Regions from separate parts of the Mus musculus genome. Here region 1 is linked to region 2. A link is a contact called in public HiChIP or PLAC-seq data. All regions are on one chromosome and are shown on one strand. Each heading gives the region's core, a stretch centred on a gene start, on an enhancer-like site or on the middle of the called end of the contact. The rest is flanking DNA. Distances are from core to core; before and after follow the strand shown. Region 1 has its middle 38 kb from the start of Fam3b. Region 2 overlaps Bace2 (beta-site APP-cleaving enzyme 2).

What was found. HiChIP or PLAC-seq counts read pairs in DNA pulled down with a chosen protein or histone mark.
Region 1: a contact with region 2 is called in a CTCF HiChIP or PLAC-seq map of CD8 T cells, with 12 read pairs. The contact joins two enhancer-like sites. A contact is called at or near these places in 1 of 39 promoter capture datasets (macrophages), 1 of 15 datasets of contacts at CTCF or cohesin (CD8 T cells), 1 of 484 Hi-C or Micro-C datasets (the N1E-115 cell line), 3 of 115 datasets of contacts at active chromatin or transcription factors (CD8 T cells, embryonic stem cells and pancreatic cancer cells) and 2 of 9 other capture datasets (adipose tissue and pancreatic islet).

What each region holds. Positions count from the first base shown.
Region 1 is chr16:97,463,231-97,469,818 of GRCm38.p6, reverse strand. No RefSeq gene overlaps it. Among named protein-coding and RNA genes, the nearest start is that of Fam3b, 38 kb to the left of the region's middle. Within about 2 kb of position 1,283, at least 49 of the 459 cell types and tissues checked have an H3K27ac peak or open chromatin away from gene starts, as enhancers often do. A contact at or near this core is called in CD8 T cells, where this site is marked.
Region 2 is chr16:97,398,324-97,404,438 of GRCm38.p6, reverse strand. Bace2 (beta-site APP-cleaving enzyme 2) reads right to left here. Exons shown (of 9, transcript NM_019517.5): 2 at 4,717-4,805. Among named protein-coding and RNA genes, the nearest start is that of Bace2, 45 kb to the right of the region's middle. Within about 2 kb of position 2,493, at least 47 of the 459 cell types and tissues checked have an H3K27ac peak or open chromatin away from gene starts, as enhancers often do. A contact at or near this core is called in CD8 T cells, where this site is marked.

The sequences.
Region 1 (6,588 bases), core at 34-2,533, 67 kb before region 2:
AATGAAGACATTGGAGAGAGCAGAAATTCAGAAGCTTTCTGCCCTGCTCCTGCCTGGACATGTGTTGCCACCCACCGTGCTCACTCCCTATCCTCCCCTCCCCCCAAGACTTACCTGGAGAGTTCCACATAGGATACACCAGCTCTCTGCAAGGACACAGTAAGATGCATGGTCATGGCAGGGAGATGAGAGTCTGTTAGCACAGTGGCTAATGAGTATTTAGGAACTACAACAACCACTGCACATCAAGCAGTCCTCTGGCCCAGGAAAACACAAGAGTTTCAGAGCACAGGCTCCTCAGTCTCTACCTTGTTTCTTGCAGATCACAGGTAGGATCCTGACCCAGGCTTGACTATAGGCTCCATTGCTTTCCCCAAATTCCTATGCTGAAGTCCTGATGCTCAGTGCCTCAGAATGTGGTCTTCCTGCAAGTAGGACTACAGTAGACTTAATTAGTTAGGACGTGGCTCTGCTGCAGTAGGGCCAGTCCTTCTTGCATGGCTACTGACCTCATAAGCAGGGACAGTTTGGGCACAGACCTGCATGTTAGTACCACGTGAAGACAGGCAGAGAACTACTGATACTCCTGTAAGCAAGGGTGTCTTAGTCAGGGTTTCTATCCCTGCACAAACATCATGACCAAGGAGCAAGTTGGGGAGGAAAGGGTTTATTCAGCTTACACTTTCCACATTGCTGTTCATCACCACAGGAAGTCAGGACAGGAACTCAAGCAGGTCAGGAAGCAGGAGCTGATGCAGAGGCCATGGCAGGGTGCTGCTTACTGGCTTGCTTCTCCTGGCTTGCTCAGCTTGCTTTTTTATAGAACCCAAGACTACCAGCCCAGATATGGTACCATCCACAAGGGGATCTCACCAACCCCACCCCATCACTAATTAAGAAAATGCCTTACAGCTGGATCTCATGGAGGCATTTCCTCAACTGACGCTCCTTTCTCTGTGATAACTCAAGCTGTGTCAAGTTGACACAAAGCCAGCCAGTACAAGGGGATACCTATGGGAGCCTTGTGGGAGCCCTGGGCCTGGTTCTAGCCTCAGGATGTCAGTGAAAGCCCAGCTCAGCTGTGCTCAGTCTTGGGCACATCTTGCTGTGGACCCCAAATCTGTTGGGTGCAAATAAGCCCTAAGCACAATTGTACAGACTCCTTTGGGCTTTGGTACCTATAATAGTGACTTGTCTCATTGTGACTAAAGAACTAACTAAAGCAACATAAGAGTTTCGCTTTCAGTTTTAGGAATACAGTCCATCATGACAAGGAAGTCAAGGTGGTTGGAGGTTGCAGCTGGCCATGTTACATCCAAAGTCAGGAAGCAGAGGGATGGCCATTAGTGCTTACTTTCTTTTCTCTCTCTCTCTCTCTCTCTCTCTCTCTCTCTCTCTCTCTCTCTCTCTCTCTCTCTCTCTCTCTCTCTCTCTCTCTCTTTCTTTTTCTCAGTCTGGAATATTGGCCCAGGGAAAGGTATTGCTCTTATTCTGGGTGTGCCTGTCTTCTTCAATTTACTTAACCTAAACACTTCCTCATGGACATGCCCAGAGGCTTGTCTCTTAGCTGATTACAGGACTAACCAAGTTGGTAGGCGTTGTTAACCACTAAGTACCCACAGATCTTCCGGGTAAGAAAGGAGGAAATGCATTTCCATCGTATCTCCTTTTAAGGCATGCTGACCCCTCTGATTGTCAGGTGACAGGCTCAGGGCATGCCTAGCCAGGCAGGGTTCAGGTCTTTGGCTTAAAGATGCCCAGCCTTTTATCCTATTCCCATGGCAACTCTTTCTACCTGACCCTTTGTCAACCCCCACAGACCACACTGTCAGGGAAGAAACTCTGAGGCATTGACTGCAGATTCACTCGTGTTGCATAAGCTGGTACCCGGCTCTCGGCTGCATTTGTGTTGTGATGAATGTCACTAGTGTCCAGCCCCAGCACTGAACAGGGACGGGGGCTCTTGTGCCTCTGGGGGCACCTGCTCTTACAACACTGTCTCTGCTGTGCTTGGAACCCCTCCAGAGGATAAAGAACTGGGCCACACCTTTGAGTGTAACCTTGGCTAGATTCCTTTCTTTACGTTTGTATCTGGTACTTGTGTTTACTTTTATTCTACTGACTAAAACTGTGAGCTAAAGACGGCACACCTACTGTGCTCACACCTACTGTGCTTATACCTGACTTTCCATTTCAGGCCTGGACTCACTGGCCATGACTTGTGTCTGTCTGCAGCATATTTTAGCAGCTTCAATGGTTTGCTTATTAATCATTCCCTAAGGCTCATGTAGTGGAGACTTGTTCCCAGAGTGACAGTAATGGGAGCTTATAGAACTCCTAAGAGGTGGGCCTAGCAAGAGGTAGTTAGGATATTGGGAGTGTGGTCTTGAAGAGGACTGTAGGACTCCAGCCCAGTCACTCCTTGGCCTTGAGGTCCTCTCTTTCCAAGCCCTGGAAAACCTCAACCCAGGCTTCCCTTAGCATTACAAAAGACAAAATCTCAACAGTGATGGGCCAGCATCTCAAGGAACCAACAGGAACCTTTGTTATAAGCTGATCGGCTCATTTTTTTTTTTTTTTGACGAAAAAGCAACTTCTTATGTAATATATCTTTCCTCAAAGGCAAAATTTGCCTTACCAAGAGAATTCTAATCAAAGGGCTATTCTCAGCTGTGGACCTCAGCCATTAGCCTCTGATTGTCCTGAGCTCTGAATCAACTCTAGGAAGCAAGGTCAGGCAGAAACTACTAGAAAGCTCATACTGGTATGGTTATCACAAAGTTGCTGAGTGAATTATGTAACATTCCTGAAAAAAAAAAAAAAGGCACAGTTTGGGGGACAGAAGAGCTATTGGGGATCACCAAGGGTGGGAGAAGGGAGACAGTGCCAGAACCCTGGGGTTTGGGTATTTGATGGCGCTCTGAGCAATACTATCATGGTAGATCTTGTCCTGGAGCTTAGGGCAGTGATGGTGTCCACTATAATGATGGTCTTTGTCATCATGTATTTGTTCAAAGCTGAGAGCAGACTGTGATGTAGAAACGTCAATTGTGACCACTAGGTGACAGTGTGCTGTTATAGGTTTACCACTGAGCTAGCTAAAGGTTCTCTGCTGAGGACAGGAGTGGGCACTTGGATGAAGAAATGGCATATACAGTTCTGTACTTTCTGCTACATTTTATCTCTGTGTGAAATCGCTTTAAAATAGTGTTTATAGCTGTGCACTGAAATGCACACCTGTAATTCCAGTACTTGGGAAATAGAGGCAGGGATTGCTGTGAGTTCAAGGTACACAAGAAGACTGTCTCAAAATAAAACAAAGTGTTTACACAAATACAAAATGCTGCTATGGATAATAAATGATAAACAACTGGAGCTGGGAAGAGTCAGGCAGCTGGGCAGCGGCCCTGCACATCTGGTCACTCAGCACATTGGGACAGAGCCCCAGAGGCTGCTGAGTTCTCTCTGGGAGTCAACCCAGGACAGGCTGATTCATGACAGCTTTGTTGCTGTCAGCCCTTTTAGCCCACCACTCACTAGAGGTAGTGAGAAAGAAAGGATACTGGCTTGGAATGTAAATGAAGAAAATATCTAATAAAACTTTGTTTTAAAAACAAAAAAGGATACTGGGAAGTTGACCTAGAAAGGTTCCCTGGAGCAACTCCCATCTGTGTTGTCTGAAAATCAGCAGTTCAGTTCACAGGTTAGCAAGCAGTGGCAGCTCCATCCACCCAAAAACACTTCATCAGCTGTCCAGTTTGATAGAGTCAGGATAGCAAACATGAATCAGCAGTGGTGGCACAACCTAGCAGAGATAGCCAGGCCTCAGCCTTGACTTGAGTCAGCAGGAGGGACCAGGAATGGACTCCAGGAGAAGTTCTTCACTGTGCCCCTCTCAGGGAAGCAAATATCGGCGAAGAAGCAAGACCCACAAGCGTTGCACAGCTAGCTCTATAAGCAAACCTAGCTCTGTCTCCAATCATGTCACCAGGCCCTATTTATACCCTCCAAACATCATGTGTCCTTGCCTCAGCACACGTCTTATGCATCTAATCAGCCCAAATCCACAGAGTCCTGCCAAATGGAGCTCAACTATGTAATGCAAGGTGGACCAATACTTGCATGTTGTTAGCAAAGAATCCTTCATCATGTGTCCTTTTGAGTGCTTGCTTTAGCAGAGCATCCTCTTTCCTGTGTCTGCTTCAGCGAAACATTTCATGAGTCTGCCTCAGTCTTTCACTTATGACTCCTTCAGGAAAACACTCCTTCATGTGTTTGCTCCAGCAAAACACCATCCAACACAATTGACTTTCCAAAGAACCCGTAAGTTTCCACTTCAGTGTTTACCATCTGCTGTTGTGCAGATGTCAAGAGGCACTGTGCATATGACACTGGAATTCAAGCAAATGAAGATGACGTAGAGGTGAGATGTGTCCAAGACCCCATAGATGTATATTGCTGGGATTGTTTGCCAGCCAGTTGTAGATCTGCCCAAGGACAGGTGGCCTTAAAGGTGGCTGCTGCCATGGAGACAATCACATCCATTCCCCTTTCTGAAGGTTTGGGTTATCTTCATTTTGGCAGTTCCTGGTTGCAGGGAACCATGTACCTTTGTAGTCAGCATGGCCCAGTGCACATAGAGAGAGCTGGAGATTCAGTTCCCAGTCTGGGACATAGTCTTAGCTAGTATCTTGGCTTCTTTTCTATTGCTGTGGCAACACACCTTGACCAAGGCAATGTATAAAAGAAAGTGTTTAACTTGACATAGTTTCAGGCCATGATGGTAGAGTAAAAGAACAGTTGAGAGCTCATGCCTTCATCTATGATCATGAGGCAGAGAGTGAGCTAACTAGGAAGCTGAGACAGGAAGATTGCAGTGAGTTTGAGGCCGGCCTGTTCTACAATGGGAATTTCAGGTCAGCCTGAGCTATACTGTGAGACCCTGACCCAAGGAGGAGGATGAGGAATTGAGGGATAGGCATCTTAATTCACCCTCACTGCCCCACCTGGTGCTGTTTTCCAGTCTCTTGTGCTTGGCAGTCACTAGCTAAAGGACCCTCTTTGTCCTGTGTCTAGAGATAGACAAGGGGCATGTGTGAGAGAAGACTTTGGGATACTGCTTTGTCCTTCCACCATGTGGCCTCGGGGGCCATACTTAGGTTGGCAGGGCTGGTGTAGCAAATGTCTTTACTTGCTGAGTCATATCACTGACCCCCAGAATCCCTTTTAAGCACCTGAGGCCTCACTTTGGAAGGAAGGCAGGACAGGTGGTGGTGCTGGCTATGCTGGGGACTGAAGTGGCACCTGTTTTCAGATGCAGCATCCAAGACATGGAAAACAGAATGGTCCTCATAGGAGAAGCAGAAAGAAAGGAAGGAAAAACAGGTTAGGAGCTCTGAAGAGCAAGCAGACTGGCCAGAGTGGGCACCATATGTAAGACCCATCTCTACTGGCTCTCAGAACCAAAATCCCAGCCTACCTCAGGGTGATACCAGTAGCCAGGGCTTGGGCCCCATCTTTTCTCTGTGGCCTGTGTATCCTGGTCTCTTACCCTGGGGTTTAAGTCAGATCTCCTTGCAGCATGTCACCTCAGCACAGACTAAGACCGAGCTTCCAAGGTGGAGGCTGGGGCTGCTCTGCAGTTCTTTCAAGCTAGGTGTCAGTAAAACAGCTTGTAGGCTTCTCTAGGATGTCAGTGAGCATGCAAGGTCCTCACTCTGTCAACCCCAAGTCTATCACCCACTGATCCCAGTCCAGCCCAGTTCTTTCCCTATATCCAGGGTTCCTTTTCCTCAACACATCCTTTCCAGAGTCTCCTCCCAGCCCTGCTCTCTGGTCACTCATTTGTCCCTCACTCCAGGTATTACTATTACCTTTCTAAACTACTACCCTCTGATCCTGGATCTATTTCCCCGACTCTTTTTTTTTGGCCTGAGTCCTGCATGATATTCTATTTCTCAGCATAACACTGAATTGAATTTCTAAGAGCCAAAGAGAAATGAAACGGAAACCAGAGTCTGAGGTGACTGGGAAATGCAAAAGGGAGTGGAAGAAGAGGATGGAGGAGAAGAGAAGGGCTTAGCTCAGTACTTGGAGATGTGGAGGTCACTGAGTCTGCCTTCCCCATTCTCCAAGCCTTCTTGAGCCACAGAAACCATGCTTGGTTCTACACCAGAACCAGCAGCCTAGGCACAACAGCGCTGGGCACAGACAACCTTAGGGCAGAGGTCAAGACCGCATGACAGGGTCAGAAGAGCAGCCTGGTGTCTGTCCCGCCAGTTCCCAGGTCAGGCAGCCCAGGGAAAGGGCTGCAGCAAGCAAGTCTAAGGGCTCTGAGGAGGACAGACACTGACTTCCCTGAGCTGGGGGATGTTCTCTGCAGAGCAGGGCTCTCCTCTGGAGAGAAGGGCAAGGTGCAGCAGGCCCCAGAAGGCCAGCACTTCTCACCCCCACCAGCCCTGCAGTAGCAGTGTGCTCAGACCTCTAAACCTGTAGTCACAAGGGACCCAGAAGGGCTGGCAGGGCTCCTCAGTGATTCTGGTATGGTTTGTCTCTGACCCTTCCTAGTGTAGCTGGAAGAATCCAGTG
Region 2 (6,115 bases), core at 1,244-3,743:
TAATTTGATGCCACTTGTAGAGAGCAGAAAGGCAGTAGGAGTATAGTACCAGGGTTCACATATGTGTTCACTCACTCACTTACTACCTGTACCATTCAGGACCAAACTATCACATTCTGTGCTTCAGTTGCCCAATACTCTGGGATAAGCCAGGGTGGGTACCTCTGGAGACTACCTATGCAAACTAGAAAAGTTAATATGTGACAGATTTAGAATAAAATCCTGTCTCCCAATCAGTTTGCAACAAAACAGCTACAATTAGTATAATTATCAAAGGGCTTCCTAGCTTTCTCCAATCTGTAAGCTATCAGTAGAAAACTCAGGTTTGTTCTAGAAAACAGGATGATACCACTGAGTACCCTAAACATAAAATCTGACTGCCTCCTAAAAAGGAGGAGCAAACATTCTTGGTATGGAAAGGTATTGTCTAATGTCTCTGGGCAACAGACTTCTAAATGGTCCAATGTTGTGCCCTGGACCAGTGCTGTCCAGAAGAACCTGCTCTGAGGACAGGCTGATCTATGTGTATGTCATCCATTATGGAAGTCACATGCGTCTACTGGAATGTGATAGTGACAGAACTTTTATTTCACATCATTTAGCATTAATTAACTTCAACAGCTCCACACTATCAGTGGCCACCCCTGTAGAAAACATTTCCTGGGAGAATGTGGGAAAATTGTAATTGTAAGCCTGCCCTCTTTGGGACTCCTTTACTGAATCTGAAACAGTGAAGGGGAGCCTGGGCAGTACCATGAGCAGCCCTGCAGGTTATTAGCACATTAAAGTGATCACCACATCTTCATTTGCTAACATTACTTTTCTGACACTGAGTTTCAGCCCTCACTTGCTTTTCCTATTAATCCTGCCATGAGAAAACCCTGGATGGGCTTCTCACTTCCAAGGCCTCCATTCCAGATGCTCAGATGCGGCAAACAGTCAAGGATGTGGGTGGTCAGAAATGAATCTGCTCACAGTAATAAAAACATTCTGAACAAGATTTGGAAGACATTCTGCCTCTGATCAGAGAGTTCAGGGAAAGTAGAATTAAAAAAAGAGATCAGCTGAAGCCAAGAAAAGAACTTTGGGGCCATCCTATTTCAAGAGAAAGCTATCATTGTTTCCAGAGAACATGGAAGGGGCGGCGTTGCTGACTTCAAAGGTGAGTCCTTGGGTCAGCTCTGGTTCTCCCAAACCACTTTCAAGCCCAGGGAATACTGAGGCCCCAAAGGTCTCTTCACAAAATTTCTGTGCATATTTCAGGGTTTAGCATTTACCAGTGGGTTTGGCTATTTGGTCCTTGTGACTTGTCAATGATTTCAGAAGTCACCAGAGCTGAATGAATGGAGCCTTGGGCATGACCTGATGGTTCAAGCTCTCAGGCTCCAAAGAAGCCAGCCACTGATGGACAGGTCAACCACAGTCTTGAAAAGTTACCTGAGTAACCAAGAGAAAGACCTGTTCCTACTGTAATGGAAAGGTATCTGTGTGTCCGCTAGCCTCCTTAAAGACATCACCAGGTGGTTCTTGGGTTCCCTAATCTCATGGTCATCATGCAGAAAATGAATTAGTTCATTGCTTCAACACCTCTGTGGGTTTAAACACAGATGGAGTGCAGAAGTAAGACAACATTAATAGACAAGCATGCATATCCCCCCCCCCACACACACACACACAACAGAGGATTAAGTGAGGTATACATTGGACCTTTCACTTGTCCATTTGGCTGGAGGCCATTTTATTGTCTGAAAAGAAAATGCATTTGAAAAGCATTCAGCGCTTTCCCTTTTGCTGCATAGTTATACTCTGTGGCATTCAACAGCTGCAAAGAGGGCTCATGACGGTGACAAGCCACACAAATGACTCATAGTGGCCCATCGTCTTCTATAAATCAAAGAGATCTTTTCAGAGAACTCTGAGCCCAATCTCCAATTACTGCACAATGCTTCAGGAAGTATAAAACCTGAACATAGGAAGGCTGGGGGTTTATATCAGAGGCTGCTAAGCCCAGCCAGGAGCCTTATTATAACAAAGAAATCTGAAGGCCAACTCGATACTCAAACATCACAGGGCAGGGCCCAACATCTCCACAAAGGCACCTTTGTCAGAGATCCAGAAGGAAAGACACTGTTCTCTGGCTTCCATCAGACTCAGAGATTGAAAAAACCTTACAACAGCCAATATCAGCAAACTACAAATGATAATTTATATGGAGAGCACATATTTCTTATAATAATTGTCTCTGCTGACTCTAAGCACAAACGAATTCCCTATCCCAGTCCTCCCAGCCCCAGCCAAGAGAAGGCAGGAATGGCAGAGACAGAGCACAGAGGGAAGCCTTGCTTTTTCTAGACCTGGGTGTGTTCTGCTGTTTCTTGTTTTATTTACTTAAAAGCCAGGGAAATAGATCTGAGGTGGCAAAGCTGAGGGGGTGTCTATGCCCTTTTGTGGGCTTAACAGGAAGGAAGGATGACTGGTCACAGCAGCAATGGAAAGCCCAGGAGTTCATATTGACTCAGTCAGATGAAGGCAGGTCTGAGAAGCCTTGTTTACTGCACAGGATAAAGGGGAATTTCTGCATACCTCCCACACACCTGGCTAGAGGCACAGAGTTCCCCTGAAGGAGGAAAGCAAAACAACATGTCCTGCTGGAGCCTGAATGAGAACCAAGGCTCATTGGCACAACACACACAGTGGGGGTCGGTGAGAAAGCTGCCATGGCTGTCCACAGCTGACCAACTAACACAGTGATAGAGTACACAGCTTCAGCAATGATGACTTCTATTTACCCTAGCATGTTTCCTTTGCCCTGTCAAAGGATCCCTGGGTGCACTTTGGATGGAGCTGAAAATGAAGCCGCCAAGAGGCTGCAGGTGGTTGCCTTGTGGTAGAACCCTAACTTTGCAGTGCACCATAAGCACCTGTGTCCACATCACCCTAATGTACACCAGTTCCAGTTTTACTGCTCCCTTCTTCTGGATCTTAGGCCAACAGGTCTGTGATAAGGATTGGAACTCTACACTGCTACGGGGATGGGGGTGGGCTGTGCATCTGCTCCAGATCTATGAGCTGGGACTTCTTGGTCTGCTACCCTGTTTGGGGCCACTGATAGGTCAGTGTCAGGAATGGTGCAATCCTAGAAGAGGCAGGGCATCCCTTAAAACACAGAACCATCTGCCTGCCACAGGGCTTCCTGAAGTTCCATGGCATGAGTGTGGGTGGAAAGCTATTTATTTATCTGAGCCTGGGGGCCTCCGGGCAGAGTTAGCATACATTGGAGCATTAACTAATATGTAAATGAAGGCACATGATGTTTTATTCCTAATCTCATGAGGATTGTTCTTCACTTTGGAAAAATCCCATCAACCATCCAAAGTAACCCAGTAAACAGTCTAAGTCAGTTGCCCAAATGGCCTCTTCGGGGTCAGTGTCCCATTGAGCCCACATTCACACACTGGTGTGCAGCATCCAGCATCCTCCACATGTCTCTCATTGGTACATTCATATGATGTACTGAGTACCTTACTCATACCACCTCATTCTCGACCCTCATCCTGGCTGGTGTAGATTTACTTGGGACAAGAAGTACTTCAGATTCAGGTTCTCTGGAGTGTTTGCACATACATACTGAGATACCTGGGAAAGGGCACCCATACCTAGATGAAAACCTCACTTGTGTCACGAATACCTTACACAAATGACCTTAAGGTCACTGTACACAGTATGTTTGGTGCATTTGTGTTGTGACTGACCTGAGATCTGTAGTGGAACTTGACATTTGCAGGATCATGTGGTTGCTCAAAGTGTTTCACGTTTGAGGGCATTGCATGTTTTTTTGGATCGGATACGTAACTAACACTTGCACTACCTCAAACTGGTAAGAATTATGTATGGGGTATTTAAATGGCCTTTTGATCTCATTGCAAGGCATTTGTACAATGCTAAAGTCTGGAAACTGGAATTCAGGAAGTCTCCTTGCTCCTTCACTTCCCAGGCTACAGTGTTAAACGGGAATGATCTGGAGCAATACTGTACTGAAGTCCAGAGGCAGTGATGGGAGGCGCATGGTGGATGTACAGATACAGAGGCCATCGTAAACCACTAGTGTGACCAGGAGGGGACAGCAAAAGCACCAAACCCAATCTGCTGGCACATGGGCACACACAAAGCAACTCCATCCACCCCACACACATGTCACATGGAAGCTCTGTGTTCCTTGAGGGAGAGGCCAGCACTAACGCACGGAGGTGTTATGAGGTGCCACCTGGCACAGGCAGTCCCTGTCCTCTCTTCAGCTGTGCAAATAAGGGAGCCTGTCATTCCTGCCACCTAGGTGGAACCTGATAAGTAGAGGGTGGGACACATGTGGGTGGGCCACATGTGGGTAGGCTTCCTCTCCAACAACTTTCCACACTGTGAAGTGCAGGTTCTGTGTAAACAAGGAATGTGTTACACTTGAAATTTCATAAGGTAATCTCCCCAAGGCTATTAGCAGAACCAGATACAAATTCTCCAGAAGATGTGCATACGTTGTGTGCATTAGTACAAACGCACACATGCACGCACACACGCACGCATATGCAGACAGATACACAAACCTGCACACATTGAATACAGTTCCTGAGAAATGAGACAGATGGTCCAGTACATTCTCAAAGATGCCAATCCAGCCCTCACCACTAGGCCAGCCCCTGCAGCTGTGTGTAAGCCACTCACCTCTCTGAGTCAAAGTAGGTGTCTATGTAGGAGTGTGGGGCACCTGCCACAGCGAAGTTACTGCTTCCAGTGTCCACAAGAATCTGTACCTTTTGTTTTTTTAAGGAGAAAAAAATTGGAAAGCTTCAAATTATTTGTAGAAGTATGAAGCACAACAACTTATTAATCAGTAAAAACTAATATCCATACTGATTTAGGGAGAAATGTTAGAAAATATAAACGTATGAAGTCATATGGGAAACATTCCACAGCCCTGGAAGATGCTGCTGCAAGAAACAAGTGGGATTTGCCTCAGATACCTCAGGAGCCTTCCAGACAGGTTTGTTAAACAGGGGACATTTCAAATCACTAATGCTCAATAACATGGCCAGTTCTTTAGTCACTTCTGGAATTTTGCACAGGTTCATCCCTGACCAGAAATGCCTTGCTTTTCCAAATATTTCTTGGTGTATCAAATCCACTGTGGTATCCTTTCCCCAGGATCCTCCTTGTTACTGGTTTTTACTCCATCTCCCTGCTGAGTCTCTGAAGATACCCATCATAAGTACATCCTTATTAAGAATGTGTTTTCACTTCATGTGTATTTTGCCTGCATGTCTTAAATGCACCACATATGTGCTGGTGCCCGTGGAGTTCAGAAGAGGGTGTCAGAATTCCTGGAACTGGAATTACAGATGTTTGTGGGCTGCCATGTGGACGCTGGGAACTGAACCTGAGTCCTCTGCAAGAGCAGCAAACAGGTGCCTCTTTTCTAGCTTTATTAAAGTCTAATTTTGGTATAATGAAAAGATGGTGATGGTAGATGTCTGCAGTCTCAACAGTACAGAGACCAGAGAAGGAGGGTGTTGAGTTGGAGGATAGCCTAGTCTGGCTACACAGTAAAACCCCATCTCTAATAAACAAAAGCTCAAATTGCCAGAAGTCTGATGATGAGTTTGGGTAGGTTCTATGCCCATGCCAAGGCATTCCTAAAACCCTGATTATCCCTAAATGTCCTCTTTGCCCCTCTTTCCTGGGAGATACCAGTTTCTGTCTTCTATTAGAACGGGTGAATTTCCTCTGTTCTTGAACATTCTGGAACCATGTGGTTTTCTTCTATTTTGGCCCAGTCGCATTGAGACTCTTACACGCTGTTCTTTTTTTTTTTCTACCACCAGGCTGCAATCCATTGCTTGTCTCTGTCTCTCTTGAGGGAAGCGGTGGTGCCTTACGATAGATAAGGCTGCCTGGACATTTCTGTTTTTTTGTGGATGTGTTTCTATTTCTCTTGGGAATAAAACCTGCTGGGTCAAAGGGTAGATGCCTTTTAAATAAAAAGAAATGGAGAAGTTCTCAAGCCCAGATGCACAAGTTGTACCCCTGTGGCAATGTGTTATGGTCCACTGAGTTCACTTGCTCC